Regions from separate parts of the Sus scrofa genome. Here regions 1, 2 and 4 are each linked to region 3. The links are chromatin contacts, called in public Hi-C and HiChIP or PLAC-seq maps. All regions are on one chromosome and are shown on one strand. Each heading gives the region's core, a stretch centred on a gene start, on an enhancer-like site or on the middle of the called end of the contact. The rest is flanking DNA. Distances are from core to core; before and after follow the strand shown. Region 1 holds the start of LOC100155195 (guanylate-binding protein 7). Region 2 holds the start of GBP2 (guanylate binding protein 2, interferon-inducible). Region 3 holds the start of LOC102161784 (guanylate-binding protein 6-like). Region 4 holds the start of GBP1 (guanylate binding protein 1, interferon-inducible).

Region 1 (3,312 bases), core at 306-2,805, 130 kb after region 3:
CCTATCCAAGACTTTTGCCTTGTTTTTACACACATTTTGGAGCAGTGGCTACTGTCTCCAATTCCAAAGCTCCCAGACCTAAGAATCTCATCCCTATTGGGCCATTATTCCTTTGTACCCACACATTCCTCTCCTGAAGAACTGCACTCAGATTTCTGAACTGAAAGTGCTTCAAGGGTGAGCTGCTTAGAGTGCTGACCCATCCACAGCTGTAGGCTTTCACCAAACTCTGAGTAGCAGGATGTAAAAATTAAGACTCTTCCTCTCAGAATTTTCATTACACCCGAAGCTGAGGACACTAGGTGACACATAAGCACAATTTCTGAAGTTAGATGGTAGACCATTTTTTCTGGAGTTAAATCATTAGGAAATGAAGAAAAGTTCATTTCGGTTCAATCGAGCTTCGTTGACCACCTTCAGGTTAGGAACCCATTTTAGTCACTCATCCTTTTCTAATATTACACTTGCAGAGTAAGAATTACGGAATAGAATTTTTTAAAAGTACTTCTCCTGAAGCAATTACAAACAATGCAAGCTGGAAGTAAGACTCCGAATTTACGTTCCCCCTTTGCACGTAATAACATATGTCATGGTTTAGAGCCAGGCATAGCTAAGTGGTGCTACTGTCTTCATTTCAAAACACACATCTTTATTCACAATAACGAAAAGTTAACGAAAACACAGAGAGGAGAACAAGACAGCCAGTACAAGACTAAGAGTGAGAGAGAAAAAAGAGAAATGTCTTGAATCCAGGTAACTTAGCACAGATTAAGTTTATTTGGCTTTAGGTCATGTGCCGTCTCCCCCTAAATCAATCTCCATGGATCAGGAATTCCCGGGCCATGGTAATTGTCCCAGCTTGGGTTCATGCCTTGAATCTGCCAAGGTTAGCCTCAGGATTCTAGAAATATCTGTCCCTGATATTGTTGCATATACTTTTTTAGAGTTACCACATGCTTTGCAGCTCCAAATAGTGTATCATTCTGTCTAACGAAATAAACTTATTAGCAATCGGGCAAAGGACTTTTTTTCTAGCAGCTAGGCAAGGCTGCAGAGGGAACAGGTGCAAAAGCACCTGCTCTTGGTGATTCTTGGCCTTAGAACTTTGAGATCATATTCTACCGTCCTTCTTGTCCCTCACTGCCAACTGAAATACAGCTGTGGTAGTGACTCTGTGCCCTGTAGGAGTAAAACCCGGTAACAGAAACTGGTGACTAACAGAATTCTTGAGTTCATTTTACAGAACAGCAGATAAGGAAACAGCTTATTTAAAACAAACAAACCAACAAAAAAACCCAAAAAACTCTCTTCTTAAAAAACTGGGTGAAAATGGGTAGAACCAATATGATTGTACAGCGTCTGCACGGAAGAGACTTGTTTATCCCGCGGGTGACCTGTTGACATCACAGTTCAGAATTCTCCAGCGTGTTTCATTATCAACTCCCCCTCAATTTACGCATGCTCCCAGCGAAGAAGCATGTAACTTAGGAACACCTGCACAGAACACCAATCCCCTCCCCTTTACCCCAAGCTCCTCCCCTTCTGGGAGGCAGACCTAAGACTCGTTTTTCTGCCTCTTTATTTGGTGGCTTTGTCAATAAACTTTCTTGGCTGCAAACTTCAGCGTCTCAGCGTTTTGGTTTGCAGCTCCTCCAGTAAAAGGACCCGATTCCCTAACAGCAGCAGCCAAGCCGTTAACCTACAGGTAAGTACAATGATTTAAAGGATACCAAATCTGAATCAACTCCCAACCACCAAATCTGGATTCACCCTCAATCTATATACGGTTCTCCCTCCTCAGCTCCCAAGCCCTAACCCTAATCTGGATCCACATTAGTAAAGGAAAAGGAAAAAAATTCTAAGTATATGCAACTAAGTAATAGTGAATGTATCGGGGCTATAAAATCTAGAATTTTATGCACACTCATACTTCTATTGCTAAGAGAAAAAAAAAAAACCTATTGAGTTAAAAAAATACTTTTTTAAAAAAGGAAAAAGAAAGAAAATGAATCTATGAAACATAAACAAAACCTCTTCCTTTACAAAAGTACCCCTGAGAGACAGGCTGTGGAACGCTCGCTCTCATCCCACCCTTGCTTGGTTCACGGTTCACCATGGGGTCGAGACGCACTTGGGTTTACATTGCTAGGTGGGGATGAGTGGAGGAACCCCTGTCTTTGCCTGAATTCATCTAGGTTTCTGCCTCTGAGAAGAAAAAAAAAAAAAAAAAAAAAAAAAAAAAAGCCGCTCCCTTTCATTTTCACTTTCTTTTCCTGTAAACCAGACCCCTTAGTGGAGCTCCTTCAATAGGTCGCCCTCAGCTTATAAAGAGAAGAGTCAGTTTCCTGAGCAGCCAACGCAGGAGCCCGAGCGGAACCGGGCTCGCAGAGCACCTGTCCGAGGCTGCAGCATCCGCGCCAAGTAAGTTCGCTCACCCCCTCCCAGACTCATTTTCGTTAAATAGCACGAGTAAATCCCGCAGCGCCAAACCCACCCGGCTGGAGGGGAGGCCGCGGGCGCAGCGCGCGGTGGGAGGGTGCGCCGCCCCCGAGGCGCGCGGCTTGGACAGCTCAGCGTTTCCGTGGGGACCCCGGGGCTGCGAGACTCGCCCCGGTCCCCCGGACGCCAGTCCAGGGCTGCGGCACAGGGCTCTGCAAGGGCGAGGACGAGTGCATCCTTCCTCACCTACGCAAAGGGGCTGAGGGCCTTTCTAGGACTGGGGGACCCATCCTCGCCCGCACCCCGAGGCGCCGGGTAGGGTGCCTCCCCGGTCCCCTCCTCCCCTCCTCGGACAAGTTCGGACTGCCCCCTGCTGGGCACTGAGGGAGCAGAAAAGATGCTCCTGGACAGGGAATTTAAATCCTAGGAGATTCGCCATGGATTATTTTTGTATTAACACGATGTTCCAAATACTACAGAGCTGTTTTTATACGGACTAATTCAACCCCACTCTCCCTAAAAAACAAAACTGTAAATAATAACTGGAAGGTCTGATCGTGTTTGTCTATTATGCACTGTTTTTATTTATTTTATTATTATTATTATTATTATTATTATTATTATTTGTCTTTTTGCTATTTCTTTGGGCCGCTCCCGCGGCACATGGAGGTTCCCAGGCTAGGGGTCGAATCGGAGCTGCAGCCACCAGCCTACACCAGAGCCACAGCAACACGGGATCCGAGCCGCGTCTGCAACCTACACCACAGCTCACGGCAACGCCGGATCCTTAACCCACTGAGCAAGGGCAGGGACCGAACCCACAACCTCATGGTTCCTAGTCGGATTCGTTAACCACTGTGCCACGACGGGAAC
Region 2 (3,208 bases), core at 656-3,155, 190 kb after region 3:
CTTGCCTTTGGTCATCATCCTTCTGAGATCCTCCTCCATCACCCACCGTTCCTTCGTCTTCCAACCAATTCTGTTGCTTAACAAGGGCCCCGGCTTTTTGCCTACTTCATTTATAATTCTTAACAAACAAGCTCTGCAACTAGCTGTGGTCTCACGGTTTTGACCTATACAGACTTCTTCAATTTTGTCATGAACACAACCTAGGTGCTCCTTGAATCTGTGTCTCCCAGGCCACAGTCCTAACAGATCTCAAAGATCTCTTTATTTCAATCAGGTCGCAGTTTCTGAAATTTCGGTTAACACTCTGTATATTTTCGACTCAATTATATCACCAGATTGGGACCTCCTTGTTCTAAGACTGATTCTTCATTATCTCTACATATATCACCTCACATGTTGCTTTTAATTATCTCAAGTAATGAAGCCACTATTATGAAACATTATTTTAAATAATCAAAGCTTCTTTTCTCTCTGAACTCTGCTCCGTATAGAGTATTTATTCACACGATTTTAGGCATGATCTCTTTAACCAGAACTTGATGATTTGAAGATTTTGATAATTTTGTAAAGTTAAAAAGAGGTGGAGTTCCCGTCGTGGCACAGCAGAAACAAATTTGACTAGGAACCATGAGGTTGCTGGTTCGATCCCTGGCCTTGCTCAGTGGATTAAGGATCTGGCCTTGCTGTGGCTGTGGTGTAGACCGGTAGCTACAGCTTGGGTTAGACTCCTAGCCTGGGAACCTCCATATGCCACAGGTGTGGCCCTTAAAAAAAAAAAAAAAAAAAAAAAAAAAAAAAAAGCAAAAAGAATCTTGGTGATGCCTTAATGTTATCTTTTGAACTTCGATGTCTCAATCTCTGTAACCTGAACTGTTCATGATAAACATTTGTTAGCTTTTTGAGATACCAACAAATGCAGACTGCAGCCTGCCAGTTTTTGTTCTTATCCTAAAGAAACCAAGGCTTTCTTCTACTATCATTGACGACTTCCGATTTGCCCTGGCTGAGGGCTTAGACCTACTATGATGCGCATCTTGCCTCCTAACTGGCTTCCCTTTCTTCAGTGGATGATCACTCCCACCCCCACCCCCGCCAAATGGTTTTCATTTCTATGATCCGGACCCATCGCCTTTTAAAACAATGGCTCACAGGGACGGTTGGTAAAGCAGATGGTCTGTCTGATTTTATAACATGAGAAATAACGCTTTTATAAAGTGGGAATCCATCAGTGACTGACTCAGAAAAAAATGGCTACACAAGGATGTTATAAGCTCCTAAAATACAAGTTGTTAGCTCTTCTCACAGTCCCCGAGTTCTACTTCCTAGCATCAGAACAGTTTGCAATAAAGAAACGGAGTCTGACCTTCATTAAGTGCCTTTTACCAAAGGTAAATGTATATTTAAAAGTGTCAAGAAAGAGAGAATCTTACAACAATCCAAGCTCTTGGTTTAGACTCTGCCTCTCCTGGAACGTTATCTGGCACAGAGCTGCAGCAGCGGGCACTTCCAAGACCTTCTGCTGCCTGATTACGTTAGCATGTCATCTAGAGTCCTGTGCCAGATCAGGCTCAGCTGCAGCCTGTCTTGGGATGCTCATTTTAGAGAATATTTACTGCATTTTGTAAACCTCTTCCCACCCAGCCTTAATCTTACCTGGAGCAGAGATCCTTCAGGGTGAGAAAAAAAAAAAGACAGCTACTTCAATGTGAAAGTTATAGTGTTTAACCTCTTCCTTTTCTTCTGAGCTGAGCTGCCCTGGTTTCTCGTTTCTCTCTCCCTGGCAGTTTAGGCTTTACTTTATTCCATTGGAGTCCTGGAAGCATGCAGATTTTTTTCAGAAACCTGATGATGGGAAATCAAACCCAGCAGGCAACAGCTGCAAAGAAATAGACACAAAATGAAACTGAAAGCAGAGTCCACGGCAATTACTCACAAAGGAGCCACCAGGAGCTACGTTAATGGGCATGTCTGGAGTCATTTCTCAACTGGGATCTTTAAACTGTACTATTGGAAGATATCTTTGAGACTGCTTGCAGTAAAAATGAAAGTCCACTGGATCAATTAAAATAAGCCTATTTATGTCATGAGTGGGGCCAGTCTGAAAAGCATGGGGACGAGGAACACTTACTTTTTTCTGGGTCCGATTGCCTAGCGTGTTGGAGTCATTCGCAGGGCAGCTGGTTACTTACTCGTTTTAGTAAGTGAGGAATGTGAGTTCTCGGGGGAGTGACCATGGCTCACACACGTGGGAATTCTCAGCACCTAAGCCCGGGACGGGCACTTAGTGCTTAAGAAATAATAAATCACAGTGAGGAGAGCTGCCACTTCTTGGCCCACTTGTTTCAGACTGAGTGACAAGTTCTTCACCTAGATTGTCCCCTCCTGGTCTTATTACAGGTGTGTCTGTCACAACATTGCAGAGTGATTTCACAACTTGTTAAAATCACAAGGTACTGAGTAAGGTTTGAACCCCAAAACTCTTCTTCCAGAACCCATGCTATCCACCACCTCACTTAATACCTCTATGTTTGCTGACTGAACAATAATAACAATGTTTCTCATTTATCAGTGGCTTTCTAGGCCAGAGTATACATATGTAGTTTAAGACTCATAATTATGGTTTCGGGTATGGGTAATTATTATCCCCATTGTTTAGTGAGGAAAAAAGAGTCAGAAGGTAAGAAACATGTCTTCCTAAGTGTTCTTTGTGTATTCTAGAAGATCATATAGGCCGCAAATGTTGAGTGAGGTATTCTGTGGATACCGATTAGAACACAATAAAAGGCCATGAAATTTCTTCTTTTTTTTTTAATTCTACCCCTAGCCTCTAAGTTTCCATATGGATATATACACAAATAAATATCAATATAACATAGGTCTGAATAAAACAAATCTTTTCCTAAAATGGAACCTGCTCTTTAGTTGAAAAGAGAGTTACACTAAAAGGGAGATTAGAATCAGCGGAATGAGAAGGGTGAGTGTGGGCTGAAGAAATTCTAATGCTAAAGCGATGGTGGAGGCCCATTTAAAATATTATCCTGACTTAGAGTTAAATACTGGCAGTATGTGCCAAGCAGGAGTAGGAAGGCTGGCCAGGGATCACTGAACACCGTTACAGGCAGAAACGATGACTTCGGAAATAAATGGTCCTGGGTCCAATTTTATGCATAAGGAAAAGCAAGGAAAGGACTACAACCACATGCCATTC
Region 3 (3,507 bases), core at 903-3,402:
TGTTTTCTCATCAGACGCAAAGCGTGCCTGCCTGTGACCTGCCTGTAAACAGAATCAGATAGGTATTCTATTATACAGAGGGTGATGTATGTTTATTATACTCACTGTTAGAATCATGAGGTTGATCCTATTAACTCTAGTGTCATTATTTTCCTTACTGCAACACAGCCCCTTCAACTAATACATCACAGAGGACTGTGATGGACATCTGGTAACGTGCATTCACTCCAGAGCTTTTACACACACTGCAGTGATGGTCGGGCCCTCTCTGTTTTTTGATGCACACGTACCCACATCCCTGCTGCATGTGTATTTGACATGAAATAGCCAGATCATAGGGAACTTAAACTCAACTTAAACAGATGAGTCCAAACAGGTTTCCTGAGTGTACTTTAAGTCATCTGAAAACAAACACACGATGGTTCCTAAAACAGAATCGCCTTTCAGAAGCCATACTCATGTGAAATTAGTCCTGTATATTGAATGACTCTACGTCTTTATAATGGCAGATGACACGCATGGTTTATATCTGTGTAGACATGCATATAACCTGTACCCATGGCAACTGGGAACAGAAGGCGTGGCATGACCTTGATTCTAAATGGCAATCTCTGGTTCAACAGGCTGGTATAACATTGCAAGGAGCAGGAGGAGCAGATGGATGGAAAGGAGAGAAGCGGAAGAGGCCAAGAAAGAAGAAGAAAAGAGGCCAAAGGCATGAAGAAACCTGATTCTGTCAAACTTTGGTGAAAAATGCTGGACATAAAATCGTAGCCCAAATTGGCTGCAGCTCTCCGCAGTTACAAGGACCTGATGTCCCTTCAAGTCTGATCACTTTGCCTACAGTTTGGGAAGGGTATTTACTTCCTGGGGAGCTCTGCCGGTCTGTGACCTGACTCCACTGTTCAGGTTTGGGCTGGAGCATCTCAGGTTACACGGAAAAAGCCCATCTGACAACCAGAACCCACTATGACCTGGGGCCCTGGCCCCTTCACAGAGCTCTGGGGAGGAGCCTGGACCAGGGATTCAGAGCCCCGTGCACAGCCTGGTGTGAGTCTTTTGCTTACACCTTGTTGCCTCCATTAATTTCCCTTCATCAACGCAGATGCTGGCTTGAAGGTTTTGAAGGTACAACAGTGATAAGCAGCACAAATGTAAATCAGTATTTTTTTGCCAGCACGGTTTCACTGACTTGATGCCATGGTCACACATTTCAAAATTCTCTAGCCTAGAATAGACCATCCTTGAAAATGTTTTGGACACATGTACGAAGGGGCATTTCCAGCAGCAAAGATGAACGACAATGTATGTGCACACACAGTAACACCGGCCTTCAGCAGAACATGGACCTGAAACTGCATCATGCTTTTGCTTCTCTAGAAGGGCTTGCTTGTATAACCGCAGCTTCGGCCTCCACCAAGCTTTGTGAAAACTAAATATAGACCTACAATTATAATTTAATATAGAAAACTAAATATAGAACTACCATATGACCCAGCAATCCCACTCCTGGGCATATACCCAGACAAACCTTTCCTTGAAGAAGACACATGCAGCCCTATGTTCAGTGCACACTCTTCACAGGCACCAAGACGTGGAAACAGCGAAAATGTCCATCGACAGATGAATGGATTAAGAAGATGTGATACATATACACCCTGGAATACTACTCAGCCATAAAAAGGAACAAAATATTGCCATTTGCAGCAGCATGGATGGAACTAGAGATTCTCATACTATGAAGTCAGTCAGAAAGAGAAAGATAAATACCATATGATATCACTTATATGTGGAATCTAAACTATGGCACAAATTGGGGGTTCCCATTGTGGTGCAGCAGAAATGAATCGGACTAGTATCCATGAGGATGGGGGTTTGATCTCTGGCCTCGCTCTGTGGGTTGGGGATCTGGAGTTGTCATGAGCTGTGGTGTGGGTCCAAGATGAGGCTCAGATCCGCAGATCCTGCACTGCTCTGGCTGTGGTGTAGGCCAGCAGCTGTACTCCAATTCAACCCCTCATCTGAGAACTGCCATATGCCATGGGTGGGGCCCTAAAAAAGGCAAGTAAATAAATAAATAAACAAATAAACAAATAAAAATAAAATGGGTACAAATGAACCTATATACGGAACAGAAATAAACTCATGGGCTTAGAGAACAAACTTGTGGTGGCCAGTGGGGAGTGGGAGGGAGTGGGGTGGACCAGTTTTTGCTTAGTAGATGCAAACTGTTTGCATTTGGAGTGGATGAGCAGTGAGATTCTGCTGCATAGGACAAGCAACTATATCCAGTCACTTGCAACAGACATGATGAATATATTATTAGAAAAAGAACATATATATATATATATATATGTATAACTGGGTCACTTTGCTGTAGAGCAGAAATTGACAGAACACCGTATATCAACTATAATAAAAAATTTAAAAAATCTATTTCCTCCAGTCACCCACTTTCTTTTAAATTTTTTTTCTTTTTAGGGCCACACCTGAAGCATATAAAAGTTCCCAGGCTAGGGATCAAATTGGAGCTGGAGCTGCTGACCTCCGATATAGCCCAGCATCCGGGTGCATCTGCATCATACACCATAGCTCAGGGCAACACCGGATCCTAAGTGAGGCCAGGGACTCATGGATACTCCCCGGGTTCGTTAACCACTGCCGTTAACCACTGCGCCACGACGGGAACTTCCATTTTCCAGCTTTTTTAAAAAAAAAAAAAAGTATTGATGAATATGTTTTCTTTACCCATTTTGAATTAATATTAATATTTGAATTTGTACCTTTATATTATTTCATTTGAAACAAGCAGTCAAAACATATAACCTCCAGACCTCCATAATCCTTCAAAGAACAACCCCCCCCCCGTCCCCCCAAAATAAATGGCAGAGTATGCTACAAAATAATAGTGATTATTTCTGGACCGTAAAATTAGGAGTTTCATAACTCACATATTGTTAGTGAAAAAGTACTTAGGTTACTAACAAGAGTACTTTAAAATAAGAGAGAAACAAAAGGAGATTCAAAGCAAACAGCTAAAACCAAAAATAGGCTCCACTGCCTCTCCTAGAAAAGAGCGGGGCTGTGGAACCAGCTCCGCCCGCGGCTGCCTTGCTCACATTACACCTGCTGCTGAGAGTCAAGGACACCGAAGCCAGCCGTGGACCAGGGGCCAGCCTGGGTTTCAGCCACAGTCTTGGGTCTTGAGCCTCCTTAGAAACCAGATTAAAAACTGTAACAACAAAACCCAAGCGAGGGCGTTCCCCCTGTGGCCCAGCAGAAACAATGGGTAGGATGCGGGTCTTGCCGGGTTCCTGGCCTCGCTCAGGGGGTGGGGATCGGGGCTGCTGTCGGGAAGGTCCCGGACAGGCTGGGGTCCTGCTGTGCGCTGCAGTGGCTGTGGGGAGGCCGGCAGGTGTAGCTCTGAGTTGACTCCTAGCCTGGGAACCTCCTTGTGCTGCAGGTGAGGCCCTAAAAACCAAAACCAAAAAAAACAAAAAACAAAAA
Region 4 (3,520 bases), core at 704-3,203, 200 kb after region 3:
AAGACTGCAACTCCAAGTATACTGGAAAGTGAGGAATTACAACTTCCTTGTACCCTGCATTTAGAGGAAAAAGGTCTCCAGCACTAGTCAGTCTAACATTAAAAAAAAAAAAAAAGGGCCAACAAAGTGCACATGACCCTCCATCCTCATCAGGAGGAGCCAGTTTCCTAACATCTAGAGACTTCTGAGAAACTGGCCTTTGCTTTCATTTTCAACCCAACTGTGTTCAGTAAGAGTTGCCAGCTGTCCTTAACTGACACAAGAAAACTGTTTCTCTGAGAAAAGGGGAAGGAGAGCCAGAGACCCTGAATTTAGAAAATGACTATAATGTTGAGTTCCCATCATGGAGCAGCGGAGACAAATCTGACTAGCATCCACGAAGACATGGGTTTGATCCCTGGCCTCGCGCAGTGGGTTAAGGATCTGGCATTGCTGTGGCTGTGATGTACGTGGGCGGCTACAGCTCTCATTTGACCCCTAGCCTGGGGATTTCCATTTGCTGCAGGTATGGCCCTAAAAAGCAAAAAAAAAAGCTGCATAAAACCACTAAGTTAGAAAGAATCTGGGTGTGTTCCAGCAGCTGAAAGACCCAGATAAATCATAGTTTTCAAAGGTCATTAAAGTCACTCTCTGAGAAACATTTTAAAAGATAACAACATCGGGAGTTCCCTTGGTGGCTCAGCAGGTTATAAACCCGACTAATATCCATGATTATGAGGGTTTGCTCCCTGGCCTCACTCAGCGGGCTGAAGGATCTGGCCTTACCATGAGCTGTGGTGTAGGTCGCAGGGCTCTGATCCCTTGTTGCTGTGGCTGTGGTGTAGGCCGGCAGCTACAGCTCCAATTCAACTCTTAGCCTGGGAACTTCCATATGCTGCAGGTGCAGCCTTAAAAAGGAAAAAAAAAAAAGAAATTTTTTTAAGATAAAAAGATAATGGTGAAGAGGGAGCAAACACAGAGTATTTAGTCCTATTTGTTAAATCTCAGACACTGACCTCCAGGTTAGAGAAACACCTGCGCACGCCGGGATCTGGAGAGAACCTTGTAACCATCTCCCTTTCTCCTCACTCCCCTCTTCCTCGTCCAGGGCGAGAAAAAGCAGTGAGCTTAAGGGTAAACAGAGAATCAAATCTGTATCCACCTCTGACGAGCTTGGTTGACAGGAACGGGCATCATCACCCACCCTCCTCATCATCACCCACCCTCCACTGTAAGATGGAGACAGTCCCTCTTCTTTTGCCTGGTTCCGGTCAGGACTGAATTGAACATTAACACAGGTAACTCTTAGAAAACAATCAAGACATAAAGCTGTGACTTCCCCTGCTCTTTGGCAGACACAGAAAGGCAGTACAGTGAAGTGGTTTGACAGAAGGGTGTGAGATCAAGGATGATTTGGTTCAGATTATTTACAGGGCTGCGATGTGGGACAAGAGGGTACATTTTCTGTGCCTTAGTTTCTACAAAACGATGGGGAAATGTTTGTTCTAAGTTATTGAACGCATGTAGAGCGGTCAGCACAGAGCCTGGAACCTGAGCACAGGACATGCAGCCCCTTCCTGCGTGTGGGAATTAAGTTCCAGGGACTGTGTGTTCATGAAAGCGCCAGATCTGTCCTCTTCTTCACTGACCCCACACATAAAGGAGGAGCCTGGTTCACTGTGAGGCCGTTTTTAAGGAAATTAAACTTAAAGATGAGGAGGCTTCCTCATTCTAAATAGTTTTTCAAACAGACCCCAATCCTGAGATATAGTCCATTATATTTAAACATCTAGTAGACATGTTTTAAAACAGCAAATGATCTCTAAGATCTCTTCCCCCCCCCCAAAAAAGAACGTGAAGATCATGCCAAATCCATTTACCTTCCTCCCAGGATGGCTTTTAGAAATTCCTTTTATGGTTGTTGAGTCATTGCTTTGTATTCATTGCTTTCAGTTTCATATTTATTCTAAGTCTATTACAGAGGTTGCTTTGCTTCTGACTCGGCTCTAGAGGGAATCAGTAAAGCTCCTCGACACTGGCTGTGTGGACTAACAGTCAAACCCTCCCGTGAAACAGAGAAGTTACAGAGAAGTCCACTCGTCTCACTGAGAAGAGGAAAGAACTCTCAATGAGGTAAGAACTCTCCTTTTCCTCAAAGCAGCTTTCTCTCCAGGGCTGCAGGAGCCCTGCTCTGGGAAATGGAGCCCCAGTTCAGGCTGGTGCAGGAGTGGGAAGGGATTTATAAGGGTCAATTCGTTTTCTAAAAACTGAGCAGCATCAAGACGGGCGGCAGCTGAGCCTGCTGTGAGCCCAGGGGTCAGATGAAAGCCTGCTGTTCCCAGCCGGCAGCCCATCCGCGGGCGTTTACTGTGCTTGTGTGCGAGGGGAGTAAATCAGAGCTGCAAGTGCCCTAGGACTGTCTTCCTCTTTGCTGATGCTCTGTCTGTGTTGACTGCACGGGTAATTAAATTACCATTGTCTTTGATGGAACCTGCACAAGAGTGATCTGACTGTAGCTAAAAAACTGAAACTGCTACAAATATGTTATGTTCACTAGAAGGAAAGAACAGAAAGCAGATACAGTGCAAACAGCTACCTGACACTGTTAAAGACAAAGGAAAACACTGAAACCCAGGAGCTCCTGTCCTGGCTCAGCAGTTAACCAACCCAACTGGGATCCATGAGGATGAGGGTTTGATCCCTGGCCTCACTCAGTGGGTCAAGGATCCAGTGTGGCTGTGAGCTGTGGTGTGGGTTGCAGGTATGGCTTGGATCCTACATGGCTGTGGCTGTGGCTGTAGCTCTGATTCGACCCCTAGCCTGGGAACTTTCACATGCTGCAGTGTGACCCTAAAAAGCAAAAAAAAAAAAAAAAAGACGAGACAAAACCTGAAACCCAGAGTGAAAGACGTAGATTCACAACCACACTGCTCTTTGGTCATACATTTGCCTTTTGTTTCAAAACGGGCATCTTCTTTAGAAATAGTGCAGATTCACGCGATCAGCCTCCTGGACCAGCTCACTGCTCACCCTTAGGAGCCGAGTTCAGCCCCACCACCTTCCTACCAGGCGCCCCTGTGAAGAACCTTCTGCGCTGCTGCACTGCAGGCACCACCTCTTCACGCTGCCCTCTCTGTGCTCTCAGGGGGCTTGAGCTTGTTTCCTCAACGCTTCCCCTCGACTCCTTGGTTTGGCAGCGGCTTCATTCATCACCGGCTCGTCTGGCGGCTCTCTCTTCTTCTCACCTCCCCTCCTCTTCCCTCCTCGCCCCCTCCCGATCCCTTTTCCTCCTCTTCCTGCTGCTTCTCTACAAAATGGGGAAAAGAACCAAATGGAAAACTCGAAAGTATCTGGCCAGAAATACGGATGTTTCCTTTCAACAACTTTCTTCTTCAACTCTCCTTATCTGCCTCCTGAGTTTTTAAACTGTCATTGTCTTCGTTCCCTGACACACGCATATACAGGCACCTGCATGGTTTTCAGCGACATGCAATCGTTGATATTGCGGAGTTTTCCGCCACTTAGTTGGAGGCAAACTGAT

Evidence for each region. Hi-C and Micro-C count contacts between places; a contact is called where the count stands out from the background. HiChIP or PLAC-seq counts read pairs in DNA pulled down with a chosen protein or histone mark.
Region 1: a contact with region 3 is called in a Hi-C map of alveolar macrophages, with 3 times the contacts expected there. The contact joins the promoter of LOC100155195 here to the promoter of LOC102161784 in region 3. A contact is called at or near these places in 3 of 47 Hi-C or Micro-C datasets (alveolar macrophages, retroperitoneal adipose tissue and skeletal muscle) and 1 of 2 datasets of contacts at active chromatin or transcription factors (skeletal muscle).
Region 2: a contact with region 3 is called in an H3K27ac HiChIP or PLAC-seq map of alveolar macrophages. The contact joins the promoter of GBP2 here to the promoter of LOC102161784 in region 3. A contact is called at or near these places in 2 of 2 datasets of contacts at active chromatin or transcription factors (alveolar macrophages and skeletal muscle).
Region 4: an H3K27ac HiChIP or PLAC-seq map of skeletal muscle shows a contact between it and region 3. The contact joins the promoter of GBP1 here to the promoter of LOC102161784 in region 3. A contact is called at or near these places in 2 of 2 datasets of contacts at active chromatin or transcription factors (alveolar macrophages and skeletal muscle).

The regions. Positions count from the first base shown.
Region 1 is chr4:127,355,239-127,358,550 of Sscrofa11.1, forward strand. LOC100155195 (guanylate-binding protein 7) reads left to right here and starts at 1,556. Exons shown (of 12, transcript XM_021090310.1): 1 at 1,556-1,705; 2 at 2,285-2,421.
Region 2 is chr4:127,406,824-127,410,031 of Sscrofa11.1, forward strand. It overlaps GBP2 (guanylate binding protein 2, interferon-inducible), which reads right to left and starts at 1,906. Exons shown (of 12, transcript NM_001128474.1): 1 at 1,654-1,906.
Region 3 is chr4:127,220,513-127,224,019 of Sscrofa11.1, forward strand. It overlaps LOC102161784 (guanylate-binding protein 6-like), which reads left to right and starts at 2,153. Exons shown (of 17, transcript XM_005663708.3): 1 at 2,153-3,289. The coding sequence starts at 3,286. The region is part of intron 1 of LOC106510239 (a long non-coding RNA gene); the gene reads right to left.
Region 4 is chr4:127,424,451-127,427,970 of Sscrofa11.1, forward strand. It overlaps GBP1 (guanylate binding protein 1, interferon-inducible), which reads left to right and starts at 1,954. Exons shown (of 11, transcript NM_001128473.1): 1 at 1,954-2,112.